4 separate regions of the Mus musculus genome follow, and all the other regions are linked to region 2. Evidence: chromatin contacts called from public promoter capture Hi-C data. All regions are on one chromosome and are shown on one strand. Each heading gives the region's core, a stretch centred on a gene start, on an enhancer-like site or on the middle of the called end of the contact. The rest is flanking DNA. Distances are from core to core; before and after follow the strand shown. Region 1 holds the start of Vta1 (vesicle (multivesicular body) trafficking 1). Region 2 holds the start of Tbpl1 (TATA box binding protein-like 1). Region 3 holds the start of Trmt11 (tRNA methyltransferase 11). Region 4 holds the start of Adat2 (adenosine deaminase, tRNA-specific 2).

Evidence for each region. Promoter capture Hi-C pulls out the DNA fragments that hold promoters and counts their contacts.
Region 1: a contact with region 2 is called in a promoter capture Hi-C map of pre-B cells, with 7 times the contacts expected there. The contact joins the promoter of Vta1 here to the promoter of Tbpl1 in region 2. A contact is called at or near these places in 2 of 39 promoter capture datasets (liver and pre-B cells) and 2 of 484 Hi-C or Micro-C datasets (CD8 T cells and pre-B cells).
Region 3: a promoter capture Hi-C map of liver shows a contact between it and region 2, with 5 times the contacts expected there. The contact joins the promoter of Trmt11 here to the promoter of Tbpl1 in region 2. A contact is called at or near these places in 2 of 39 promoter capture datasets (liver and pre-B cells).
Region 4: a promoter capture Hi-C map of liver shows a contact between it and region 2, with 6 times the contacts expected there. The contact joins the promoter of Adat2 here to the promoter of Tbpl1 in region 2. A contact is called at or near these places in 2 of 39 promoter capture datasets (liver and pre-B cells) and 1 of 484 Hi-C or Micro-C datasets (CD8 T cells).

What each region holds. Positions count from the first base shown.
Region 1 is chr10:14,703,986-14,707,115 of GRCm38.p6, reverse strand. It overlaps Vta1 (vesicle (multivesicular body) trafficking 1), which reads left to right and starts at 1,627. Exons shown (of 8, transcript NM_025418.3): 1 at 1,627-1,766. The coding sequence starts at 1,655. It overlaps 1700016L04Rik (RIKEN cDNA 1700016L04 gene), which reads right to left and starts at 1,507. Exons shown (of 6, transcript NR_045824.1): 1 at 1,443-1,507.
Region 2 is chr10:22,730,144-22,733,657 of GRCm38.p6, reverse strand. Tbpl1 (TATA box binding protein-like 1) reads left to right here and starts at 2,211. Exons shown (of 7, transcript NM_011603.5): 1 at 2,211-2,542.
Region 3 is chr10:30,598,706-30,602,053 of GRCm38.p6, reverse strand. It overlaps Trmt11 (tRNA methyltransferase 11), which reads left to right and starts at 1,354. Exons shown (of 13, transcript NM_028604.3): 1 at 1,354-1,464. The coding sequence starts at 1,393.
Region 4 is chr10:13,551,378-13,554,405 of GRCm38.p6, reverse strand. Adat2 (adenosine deaminase, tRNA-specific 2) reads right to left here and starts at 1,499. Exons shown (of 6, transcript NM_025748.4): 1 at 1,045-1,499. The coding sequence starts at 1,140. Pex3 (peroxisomal biogenesis factor 3) reads left to right here and starts at 1,264. Exons shown (of 12, transcript NM_019961.3): 1 at 1,264-1,580. The coding sequence starts at 1,508.

The DNA.
Region 1 (3,130 bases), core at 378-2,877, 8.0 Mb after region 2:
CACCATGCCTGACACTATTGAATTTTAGTGAATCTTTATGGAAGAACCTATAGCAATACGTCTCAAGCCATTCCATGTATAAAAAGGGAAGCAACACTACCATTTTCATTCAGTGATACTAGTGTTACTCTGGTGGTAAACCACATAAGGCAAACACTATATACCAATATTGGCGTTGAAAAAACAGGAAAGTTCAGCCGGGCGGTGGTGGGGCACGCCTTTAATCCCAGCACTTGAGAGGCAGAGGCAGGTAGATTTCTGAGTTTGAGGCCAGCCTGGTCTACAAAGTGAGTTCCAAAACAGCCAGGGCTATACAGAGAAACCCTATCTCAAAAAAACAAAACAAAAAACAAACAAACAAATAAAACCCAAACAAAAAGAAAAAAAATACAGGAAAGTTCAAATGAAATGTAAGTCCTTAAGGATGATACTATGCAATGGAGAGGTGGCAATAGATAAATAAATAAATAAATAAATAAATAAATATCACTGCTATAAAGAAAAGGTGGGGTGTGCTATAAAGTCAGAAGTGCAGACTCTCCTGGACTCTATCTTGTCAAGTAGTAAGACAGACTAATACTTTCCTAATGTTCATCATCTTCCTCCACTAATCAACTCGCATAGTTCACTAAAACAAGCACTAGCCATATCAGAGAAAGTATTCAATTCTTATTAGTTCGCATGTGTTTACCTTTCAAGTTTGAAAAGGACTGTCTATTCAGTCCAGTATTTGGACATGCAAATTTTAATCTAGTATTTAAACATAGTGTTTCTCATATAAGAATTTAAAACTTCTAAACTAAAAGCAATGGTTGTTTCCAGTTCCAATCTCCTTTAAGTACATGTTTTCAGTATCTCTTTACAGTTTCTAGAAAGGCTATAACGTGTACTTCTGTGTGTGTGAATGTATAAATTTTTATTTTGTGATCATTTTCTCTGTTAAAACTAATGACACCTCCACCCCCCACTCCACCCCACCCTCCCCCCCCCCCACCAAAAAAAAAAAAAAACCCACTGTGGCCCATCTATATGCATATGTCTGTAATCTCTACTAACTGGGAAGCCCTGGGTAAAGGATTTCAAGTCCAAAGCTTAGTTTGGCAATTTAGTGAGACCCAGTCTCATAAAAATAAAGACAAGGGAGAGAGTGAGGGAGGGAGGGAGGGAGGGAGGGAGGGAGGGAGGGAGGGAGGGAGGGAGGGAGGGAGGGAGGGAAGGGAAGGAAAATTTGAAAGCTGAGAAGGTAGCTTAGTAGTATATACGCTTGCCAGAATATTCCCAACAAAACACACACGCATGAGATAAAGAGAGGGGAGGGGAAGTTTTCCTTTCTCGCAGTTAAAGTCCTTTACGTTATTTTCCCCTTTCTTCTCTTTCATTCATTCCATGCAAACAAACAAACAAAAACAAAAGTTAAATTTAAAACCTCTATCTCCGCTTACCAGCAGAGAGCGCTGGAGCCGTGTGCGACACAGGAGACTCTCATTCTCCAAATAATAACTGCCTTAAACCAGGCAGTAAGTTTGTCTCCTTCGGGCACCCGTCGCGGACAAGCGTCTCAGCAACGGATGCGTGGGTGAGAATTGCCCGCTCGGAGGCGGAAGCGGAAGTATCTGTGACCGGCGAGTAGGAAGTAGCGCTTCCGGGAGTGGAGATGGCCGCGCTGGCCCCTCTGCCGCCGCTGCCCGCGCAGTTTAAGAGCATACAGCACCATTTGAGAACGGCGCAGGAGCATGACAAGCGGGACCCCGTGGTGGCCTACTACTGTGAGTCCCTCCGAGTCCCCGTTCTCCCGCCCGGTTGCGCCCCGCGCCTCCCTCCGCTCTTGAGGCCCGCCCCGCCCCCTGGCTTCAGACCTGAGCCTTGACCTCTGGCTCGGCCAGGAGGACCCCAAGTACTAGACTCCCTCCACACCCGGACCCCCGTCTCTCCAGCTTAGAGCCTCGGACACGCCTCCCGGCTGTTCTTTCTTCTGGGAATGAGAACCTCGATAGTCATAGGTTTCCCAGAGATGGGTGGGAAGGGAGACTAACAGAAAACATAACGAAAGCTGTGCATTAATCACGAGAGCTTTCAGGTCCCTTCCGAAACTCAGACGGTTCAGTGGACAGTGGCTACTACTGAAAATTTGAATTTGACTGTTCTTGACTTGTTTTCCGTACTCCTCATTACCACCAGTAAGAATTTGGAGTCATCCTTTAGCTATCCTGAAAGTTAAGAAGTTTAATGCCAATATTCCTAGTTTGAGATGTATATACTACTGAAGAGGACACAGTTTGAACTCCGTTCAGACATGCAGAGTTGGTGAAGTGGATAGGACTAGTAGTTTTATGTAAACTATGATTTGAATATTATACTCCTATCTTTGTTGCAAGAAATGACTGTACTCTGAGTTTCTAAAGAACTTTCAGAATACAGAAATGATGTGTCCTCTGTTGTGGACATTGTTAGCAAAAATCTGGACCAAGTCAAGCCTTCCCTTGTGGACATGTATGTACCTCATTTCTCAAATGTGCATGGATGTCCCCCTACCACCACCAATAATTGCCATTCTCCACTTGATTTATGATCTGAATTCCCACCTCTTCTGCAAGCCACTCGGTGGCTATACTTCATTTTTATAAAAATCATACCAGTATTGTTCCCACCATTCTTGTTCTTTTGATGATCTTCAAACATATCCTAATTATTGAGCCTTTTTACCTATTGACGAGCATTCCTAAGTACTGGGAAAAAAAAACTAAAACCCAGCTCCTGTGGTCCTAGGACTACTGAGAGGAGGGGCGTTTGAACAGTACGCATTTTATAATTTCAGGAACGGGCATAGAAGTGCCACAGTACTGTAGAGGGGACCTCATTTTCCTGTGTTCAGAAACACATTGCTCAGTTGACAATGGAAGCCAGACCTTTGTGCACAATTGCTGAAGAATATACCTTTAAAAGGAACAAAAGTCTGAAGGTCCACAGAGAAGTTTAAAAGAGGAGGAGTGAGGATTTGGAGAGTATAGAGCCAGAGAGAAGTTGGATACAACAAAGAGGCTGGCTCTGGACTGTGAACCAGGGCCCTTTGTTTCCCTCTAAGCCAATCCTTATTCATGAACCTGTAACTGTGCACCTTTGTCACTACCCA
Region 2 (3,514 bases), core at 962-3,461:
ACTACCTCACAGTTGTGCACAGATATCTGCCTCCTACGAGACTCTAATCCTCACCAAGCTGACAGTCAATATTGCCATCATGGCTTCTATGTTACGTTTGCAGTTGCAGAACTCTTACCACTGAGGCTCGCTAGTCTGTCTGGTCTGGGATGAATAGGGTGTCAGTGTCCATCAGTTCTTGACTAATAGTAGCATGTCTCAATCTGTGGGCTAATCCCCTTTAGCAAACTTCTTTGGAAAAAATATTTACATTAAGATTCATACCAGTAGCAAAACTAGTTATGCAATAGCAGTGAAAATAATGTTTTGGTTGGGGGTCACCACAACATAAGGAACTGTATTAAAGGGTCTCAGCATTAGGAAGGTTGAGAACGGCCACTTTACAGTGAAGTCAACTAAAACTCTTGCCTCTTTAGCTGTCAGTGCTACAGTGTTAGTAAGATGTTTAGTTTAAGGTACCAGTCCATCATGGCTAGTAGTTCATGGAGCAAGAGTTCCCATCACCCTCCAGGAAGAAATGGGAAAGCAGGGATCAGGGCAAGCAATGTCAGCTAAAGACACACCCATGACCTACTTCTTCCCAGCGGGCCTCACCTACCTTTCATTTCCATGTAACAATGCTGTCATACTGTAATGGCTCTACTGAGAGCAATCCAGTTGTCTCTGAAGGTGCTATCATCGCAGAGAACACTTAAAAGTGCACTTTACTAATCATCTAGGGTGAAAGAATAATCCAATCAGCTAACAATCAAAACCAGCACCACAGCAAGTGGAACTTGCAAGCCAACTATATCCAATTCTATAAGGAAGGCTCCTTGGCTATAACAAAAGGCAGCCCAAAGTAGAGGGCACTTTCCAGGTATCCTGCTGGGCTGCCTGAAGGAAAGTATCAAAGACCTTAGAATCAGTCGCCATTGTTGTAAAATTGCCTTCTAAACAGGGCAGTAGCCCCTAAAAATAGAGCTTTTTCTGGTTATCGGTTTTTTGTTTTTTGTTTTTTTTTTGTTTTTTTTTTTTTTGTTGTTGTTTTTTAAACCATACCCCGTTGCTCTCCATTTGGGAGAGAATCCAAACTCCTGTCTGCAAGGTGCAGATGAGTTTGGGTCTTCGTTCCCCTCCAACTTTATCTTGTCACTTTCTCCTAGCTATACTCGCCATGCCCTATTCCTATTAACACCTCCACGCCCCAGTGTAGCCAGCCCCAGTGTAGCCAGACCACAACATCCTCTTTTCCTCTCCTCTCAGGGCCATCCCTTCTAAATCTGTCAAAATCAGTCACCATAGGCATGACTTTCTCACCCAGCTTCTTGTTCGTCCTATCCCACACAAAGTACACCTATTTAATATTGCTCAAAAAAATAAATAAATAAAAGTGAGAACTGAAGCAAATCTGTCCTTCAGGGCTTTAAAACGTTCGAGTGCGCTGTGTGTGTGTGTGTGTGTGTGTGTGTGTGTTGTGCGCGCGTTTTCACACTTTAAGAGTAGGGAGGAGAGATAAAGAGGCATCCTTGGCTATCCCTCAAATACTTAAACTTCCCTACTAGGTGTGCACGTCTAAACCCTGTGATGACAGTCTAAGTCATTCTCAAAAGGCCAAGTGGCTCCAGTCAGAGGCCAAGCCACCTAAGGAAACGGCTCACGTGACCTTTAACCCGCTGGCCTCCACCACCGGCCAGAGCGAGCCCACAAGGGCAAGAGCTGGGTCGCGCGGGCGGCTGCGCTCCGGCCGTTATGAGCCTCGCTCCTCGGGCAGCACGGCCCAAGCCATCCCGAGGGCGCACTCCGCCCGGTGCGGCCGTTCAAGCCAGCGAGTGTGCGTCGCCAGCGTCCTGCTAGCCCTGTTGCTCCCGCCACGCCGCCGGGGGCCCTCGATGAGTAAGGCCGGGATCCCCGTCACCCCGGGGTCACGACTAAGGGCCCAGTGGCTGCTAGCTGAGCTCGTCGGTACAGGCGGTTGGGTGCCAGGCACAGTTCTGGTTTACAGGAAAATGAAAGCCCATTTGTGTCATGCTGCTCGCCAACGAGGAGCTGGAAAATAAACCGGGGGCTTCAAATCCACCCCGGGCGGGCGAGCTCAGGGAAGCGCAGCCCGGGTACCCAGCGCCCTCCGGCCACTTCCGCCTCGCCCAGCCCGCGGGCAGGAGGAGGACTTCGCCAGCGGCTTCGGGAAGGCGGAAGGAGCTAGGGGTTGGGGCGGAGAGGGGAGCAGCGAGAACCGGAAGTGAGTGGCTAGCCGGGATCCCCGGAGCTCCTGGGTCCGGCGGCGCTCTAGCCGCCTCGTGCCGCCTCTATGCCCCCGTGCGTCTAGTCTATTTATTGTCGCGGGGGAAGCGGCGGCCGCCCTGTACCCGGAACAACAAAGCGAGAAACCGAGCTCGAGCCTTGGGGGGCTCCTAGCAACGGGCCTGGGCGGGAGTTCCATGGAGACTGGGGAGCGGACCCGTTTTATCTTCATCCTTGTCCTCCAGCTTCTTCTCCGCGTCCGACGCAACCAGCAGCAGCGCTGCCGCCGTGTCCTTTACGACCGCCCCGTCTTCCCACGGTAACCCCGTCGGCGGTCCGGGGATGGGGGTGCGGGGCCCGCGGGGCCTGGAGCTGCCGCGGGGCGTCTCCGCGCCGGTTGGGCTGCGGGGAAGCTGTGCGAGGCGGGGACCCGAGCACGGGAGCGCCGCGGGCCACCGGCTAGTGGAGAGGACGGGCCAAGCGGCTCGGGCATCCCAGTAGGGATAACGGGGTGGGGGTGGGGCGCGCCTGCCTCGCGGTGGAAGGCGGGCAGGGATGGACCGGGTTCTGGAGCCCGCTCCCGGGGGAAAGAGGGACCGTGACACTAAGCGAGGGGTCGGTGGCTTCTCGGAAAACTTGGAGCAGCTGCGCGAAGGCTCCCCTAAATAGCGGCGCCGGCGCCTCTCGCTTCTGGCACTTGCCGGGAGCCCCACTCTATAATAATAGTAGTGGCCGAATTAAGCTTCGGCAAGAAGGATCTGGAACGCGGGAAGATAGAAATGAATTGTGAATAGGGTTGAGCAGGGATGAGAGGTGGGAAGGTGGGGGGCGGTAATCGCTTCATAATCGTCTGGACGGGTCCTAGAAGTATATAAAATGGGAAATGACTGAAATAGAAAACACTCCCTTTGCTGAGCTAGCTGTGCATCTGCAGGCTCTGCCAGGGTGTACATTGCACCGAGTGTCAAGCTGCAGCCAGTCCACATCTGTGAGCTTTACTGCATCTGTCACCTGCAGAGCGAGACTGGCAGTGACTAGTGTGAGCTTGGCATACTTGTGGTTAAGAAGAATGGCTTAGAATTGCGACTTGTGTGTGAAGCCATAACAGATTCCCTTAGGTAATTGAAAAAGGGAAATGTAAATAAGGAGGGCATTCAATCTTCTGGCTAGAATTTGCAGTCTCTTTCCAAGTTTGAGAAAACAGCAGTCCGTTCAAATCAAGAAGTGACTTTTAGCACTGTCTGATTGAAAGAATTATTTAGGGTTTGGATACGCCCCGTGAAATATTCAT
Region 3 (3,348 bases), core at 105-2,604, 7.9 Mb before region 2:
CAGAAAGTCCTTGTAGCTGGTTTGTAGGTACTACACTAGAGAGTGGGAATGCTGGGAAGTCAACGTCTATCCATCTCCTTGGCCCATCTCACTGCTGGGTAAAGCTTTTCAGGTGTATCCTGTTAGGGTAGGAGTGCCCATAGCCAGGTGAGTGAGTCCTCATCGATTCTCTAGAAGGAAACCCAATAAACTCATTGCTCATTGGAGTGAACTTTGGTGATAATGTGCCTTGTTTTGTTCTTGGGATTTTGGTAGACATGGTTGCTGTTGCTTACATTGTCCTCAGTGAAAGGATTTTTAACAACACTAACAAAGGCAAATCTCTCTTTAAAAAAAAAAAGCAGAAATTCTCATTTAAAACAACAAAAAACATTTCCCAATGCTATTTATTGGTCCCATGCAATAGAGTATACGTTGAAGTTTGAATATTGTAACACCTAGTACTTATAGCTATTATCTGTAGGATGCAATACTCCAGTTCTTAAAAGAATATTGAAGCTCACAGATGTTACAAAATTCGCTGAGAGCATAGGGATAATAAATGGAACTGAGGTTTGGGTAACAAGGGTCACCACTGTCTGTGTGCTGGCTGTCTTGATCACTACCAATAAGCATCAACTATATTTCTGGCACAGGATACTTGTATATGCTGTGCATTACCAAGGTGGAACACAAAACCCAAAAATACAGGCCTCAGCAGTACAAAGGGTTCAGTACTTTGAGCAGAAATGATACTTGTCGAGCTTATGTATAGGTAGCCATGTCTCTTGCAAACTGTTATGGTATTAGGCCCATCTGAGTAATTAGGGTAACTTTCACCAATGTTTTTAATCTACCACTGGCTGTGGATTTACTGTGTGCCTGGAACAACATAGCATAATTACGGAGTGCAAGTCTGAGGAAGGCTTTTGTTTGTTTGTTTGTTTCCATACAGAGCAACCCGAGATGGGTCCTTGACAGCTCTTGAAAAATTTTTGCAAAATCACTAAAAGTACACTCAGTGTTCAAGCAGGTGAGGCTGAATCTCGAACGATTAAGAGTCTACACTTAACAGTGAAGTTTTGGTCCAGTTTTGAGCTGAAGAACAGAGGGAGGAGTCAGAAGAACACTCCAAGTGGAGTATCCCTGGGGAACTGCGCGGGATCACTGCAGCCTGCCTCTTAAAACAATGCATCTCACAAGGGGAGCGTGCTAGGGTAGCCACAGACGGTGGGAACACCAGGATCTCACTCTTGCCCTTAGCGCCCCTTCCTAGAAAGTGCCACCCGCCAGTGTTCCTTGTCGTGCTTCCGTTTCCGGCTCCGGGATGAGGCTCGGCGGAAACTTGGCTCTAGGGAGGAGGAGGAGGGGGCGGGCCCGTGGAGGCCGCGCAGGCGCACGGTAGTAGCTGCAATGGCGCTGCCGGGCTCCTTGAATCGCTATCTCTTGCTCATGGCACAGGAGCATCTGGAGTTCCGCTTACCGGTGAGCCGTCCTGGGTGCTGGGCGCAGAGGCTCGCACTCCTCACGCGCCGGCTGGGGGGGGGGGGGGTCTCTGCGGGCAGCGGCGCGCGCCTGGATTGGGGCGGGGATGAGGCCGCTGGGCGGACCATGTCCCCGGCAGCCTTTCTCCAGGACGGAGCCTTGCCATTCACCCCTCTGCACGTGCTCCTGGCGCCGCAGTTAAGCAGGTGAACCTGACCCGACGCAGAATGGAGACATCCATGGGGGCTCTCGGTGGAGTGTGAGGAGTGTCGATATAGGTTCAGGCATGATGGAAGGCTTGGGGTGGAACTTAATAAAGTTGGGGAGGGGGAAGCTTTTTTATTTACTCAAGTGACATTTTCTACAGCGCCTGAAGTCGCGTGCACCGAACGGCAAGGATGCGCTGACTGACAGCTCTGCCCTTAAAGAGCGTAATGTTTACTTAGGCTCAGGACTAGCGGACGCGAGAGCATAGCCATAACTTTGTGAAGTGCAATGATGGAGGGTTCTTAGTGGGAACCTTTAAAGTATGGGGGCCTTTTAAAAAGGGAATCTTTGTCCATTGATGAATGAAGGATGTTGCCTTTCAAGGTGGGGGTGACATATGAGCTACAGTATTAGTTACCGGGGCCAAGGAAATAAGTCCATTAGAAGTATAAACTGTTGTTCGTTGCTCGTCACCAGCTACGTAGCAGAGTGGTAAAGAGAGAGAAGTAGGCTGATGGACCAGAGAAAACAGACTTGAGGACACTATAGCTTGGAAGAGGAATTAAACAGTTTAAAAGTAAAGAGGCAGAATTAGATTGTTTTTTAATAGAAAGTAAAATGAAGGAAGGACTCGAGAGCAATAAGACTGGAGTTAATAAGAATCTGTTGGAATATTAAATGATTAAGAAACTAATCTAGTGTCAGCAGTAAGAGAACAGGATAGAGTGGCAATGTAGGAGGTGAGAACAAATCTAGATTGTGATAAGCATTTCATTTTTCTGCGTAAGAAAACCTGGAAAGGATGAGATTTCTTCAACTTCATGTTTAAAGAGTGGTGAGACACTGGAACTGGAGAGTTGGCTCACTGGTTACGAACACTGCTCTTCCAGAGGACCTGAATTTGGCGCCCAGCAGCTGTGTCAGGATACTGCCTACAGCCATTGGTAACCCCAGCTCCAGGGGTGCCTACACTTCTGGCCTCCGTTGGCACAAGGCCTCCCTTACTTTTGTGAGTGTACCCACAGGTTTTAAAAAAAAAGTGCTAGGCCAAGTACAGATGCTTGGAAGCTTGGACATTAAAGGAAAACTGGCAGGAGACATGCAACATGTCAGACATAAGGACAGAGGTTTCCTCCTCCTTACGGGGATGAGTAGGAGTGAGTGTATGTGTTTTGTGGCTAAGATGGAGGTTCTGTCCCCACCTCTTACACATCTTTTCATTCTGGGATATCCATGCAATTTATTTTCACCATTCACCCCCAATTCTTGCTAAAACCAAACACCTTCTAGTACAAGAAACAACTTGATGCATACATACCCAAAGAGAACTAGAGGTGGCATTTGTTGCTCACATCTCCCATTGTTTGTGATTTGGAGTAGGAAGTGATGGTATCACTCCCTCCTGATGGCCATGGTCATGGTGTAAAGACCTTCTGGAAGGGAGGGAAGGAGAGTGTTGGCAACCAGCATCGGGGACACTTATCTTCTTAGTTACTTCCTCATAGGGCCAATGTGGAGGGATAGAGTTCACTTGCTATATCTTATTTAAGCAATTGGTCAGTGTGACAAAGCAAGGTATTTTTACAGTCAATCTGTGTTTATCAGAACAAAGAGGTTGCCTGAAGGATGTATGCATTTGATCAAATTTCCTCATGACATGCATGTTACATTTAAAAT
Region 4 (3,028 bases), core at 250-2,749, 9.2 Mb after region 2:
GATTTGAACTTAAGAAGCTGGCCTTCTTTGGAAGAGGCCAAAGCTCTGCCACTGAAATGGTGACTTGATCTTCCTTAAACCAACAAATTCTCAACTCGACAACTGATGAACAAAGGCTCTCTTCTTCCCACCCCGAGCTCTGAGAAAGATGACCAAAAAAAAAAAAAAAAAAAAAAAAGATGTTAATTAAAAAATTAAAAGAATGCATTATGCCATTTGTCTGGGGGCGTGGGGTGGAAAACATGTTTCTGTCTTCTAGATTTTAATTTCTTATGAAGGTGAACTTCTGTAACCATTAGAATAAAAAGGTGAGATATTTTAATTTTGTAAAAGAATAAACAAAAATAATATCCCCACACCAAAGGCTGAGCTCAGTTTTAAGGCCTTTACAATGCTGTAAACAAATTGGTGTTCCATGTTCACAGAATGAAAACCCAGCATCAAACTGTGTATACATACATAGTTTGTATGTATATCCCTGCCACAAACGTCTATCCCTGCCACACATCGATATGGGTAATAAGCTTGGGAAAACATGTAAAAATACGACCAGAGCTCTCCATGATGAGCAATCTATAAGAATCGCAGGAAGGAAGGGAATACAAGGGCAGAGAAAAGTATCGTAGAAAGAGTAGACACATCATCGGTGAGGATTGTACCAGGACACGTTTTGATATGACCCTTTACAGAAACATCAGCTTCCTCCCATTATATGGGAGCAAGCCATAAAATAATGTGGCTTTATGGATTTGAAAGTATGTGTCCACATGGGAAGGAAGATAGGCAGGTAGGGAGCACACATCCCCAGGCGGCAGATAAGACTCCCTGTAATACATCAATCGAACCGTTTCTGTATTTTCCCTTCACCCCAATTACTATGAGACAAAGCTAAAGAAAAATTCCCCCTAGAATAAAACAAGTTGCTGCTTCAGGTATTTTCAGACATGATAGATAGCGCGCCCGGCACATTTGCTCAACTACTCTGGTCAGGATATGGCCGGGAGAAAGTTTGCGCTCTCAGCATCCACCTGCCCGATTCCTCACCATTCGCATCGCCTCCTCCATCCACTTTTCCGTCTCCTGTACGGACACCACGCACGGGCCGTCTGGAGTAGTGGTGGACTCCACCTTCTCCTCCATACCTCCGCCGCTCAGAGACTCCGGGCCGAGGGACGAGAGAAGAGAGGACAGCGGAACGCGGCGGGAGCGGACCTTGCTTCCAGGAGGACGGGAAAAGACGAGGCACCCGGGAGCTATTTGCGGACGGACCCAGGCGTCCCGGATCAGTAAGCGGCGGCTGGGGGACCGAAAGCGTCGCTGCTCCGCTCTAGTCCACGCCCCCTTCCTCCGCTTAAGCCACAACCTCTGCTCAGAGAAACGTCTGTGGTTTCTGGAGAGCACCTAGCGCCGCCACCGCGCTGCTGCCGGAGGTCCAGGCCAGGTGGACGGAAGACACGGTGAGCCAGCCCCTCTCCCCTAGGCAACCCACACAACACGGGGTCTGGAGATGCTGAGATCAATGTGGAATTTTCTGAAACGTCACAAAAAGAAATGCATCTTCCTGGGCACAGTCCTCGGAGGTGAGTGACAACATGCTTTTTAGAAGGGGCCATTGGCAGAAAGGAGTGACAGAGGTGACTTATAAAAACAGGCAGGGCCCACTGATACCAAACTGGGATTTGTCGAAGGGATTGGCTCAACCGTCAAAGAAGAACCTCTAAAGTTCTTTTATCTGGATCTCTGTGCCCTTTGCCCCTCACTCTGCCCCCGTCCTTTTTCTCCCCATGGGCCTTCAAGAGTCTACCCCAATGAAGTTTCTTTTCAAAGCACTATTCTCGTATAGATAGATACATTTGCCTTCCAATTTTCTTCTTTTGCTTTCCTGTTAGATTTTCATTCTGTTTGTCAACTCTGCTTTCAACCTTTCACACGAGTTTCGAAATATTCTAGGGCCATTATCTTAAGTCTGCTCTTTGAGGTGGTGTTTAAAGGTAAACCGAAAACAGCATGTTGCTGTAAAATATACAGCAGATAATTTCTGTTCTCCAATTGTAAAGTACAAACTATATATCAACACAGTGCTTATTCTGCAGTGTTGTCAGGACTGGCAAGGTTGTGGTCATGATCCATTTTGGTGATATAGTTGAGTTCACTGGCTGAGAGGAAAGTTAGAAACAGGATAAAAATCTTGATGCTGGAATTGTAACTTTGTGGTAGAGTGCTTGCCTAGGCTGACTGCATTGGGTCCCAGGGAAGGAGCAACACACACACACACACACACACACACTGCTTTAAACCCTTTGTCTTGGAAAGACAACCCTCAGTTAATAATTATGGGATTTTAAGAAGGGAATCTTTTGAACAACACAAAAAGGGAGTTTAAAAGAATTTTTAAAACTTGAGTTTTAAGAACTGTTACCACTATCCTCTGATCTATGTGTGTGTGTGTATAAATATATCATAATATGACTTAAAATATTAGGACATTTGTAAAACAGTAACCACATTCTGCATATCTCTGAGGTATAGCACAAATGAATAATAGTTCATATTTTATAGGAAATACTTTATAGATACAATGTGTTTTATATTACCTCCAGTCTCTAATATCTAAGGTATATAAATTGTACCAATATTATAGAATACATATGCTAAAGATAAAGTTGTCATGGAAGACGTATAAAGAAAAATTTTTGCTCTACCTAAGGGAAGAAAATTGTCTCTAGCAATTTCAGAGGGAAAAGCCTAACCCTTACAGTTTATGAAATACTTAATGGCAGATCAGAAATAATCATAGGAGAAATTAAAGAGTATATGCATATAGTAATAGGTTTTTTTTGAAACGATATTGAGAGTTTTATATTTGGAGATGAAGAGGAAGGAAAAAACTGGGTGTGGTGGCACACACTCTTAATCCCAGCACTCGGAAGCAGAGACAGGCAGCTCTCTGAGTTGGAGGTAAGGTCCAGAACACCCAGAGCTTCATATTGAGACCCTGTCTCAAAAAACAAAAGACATACAAACAGAA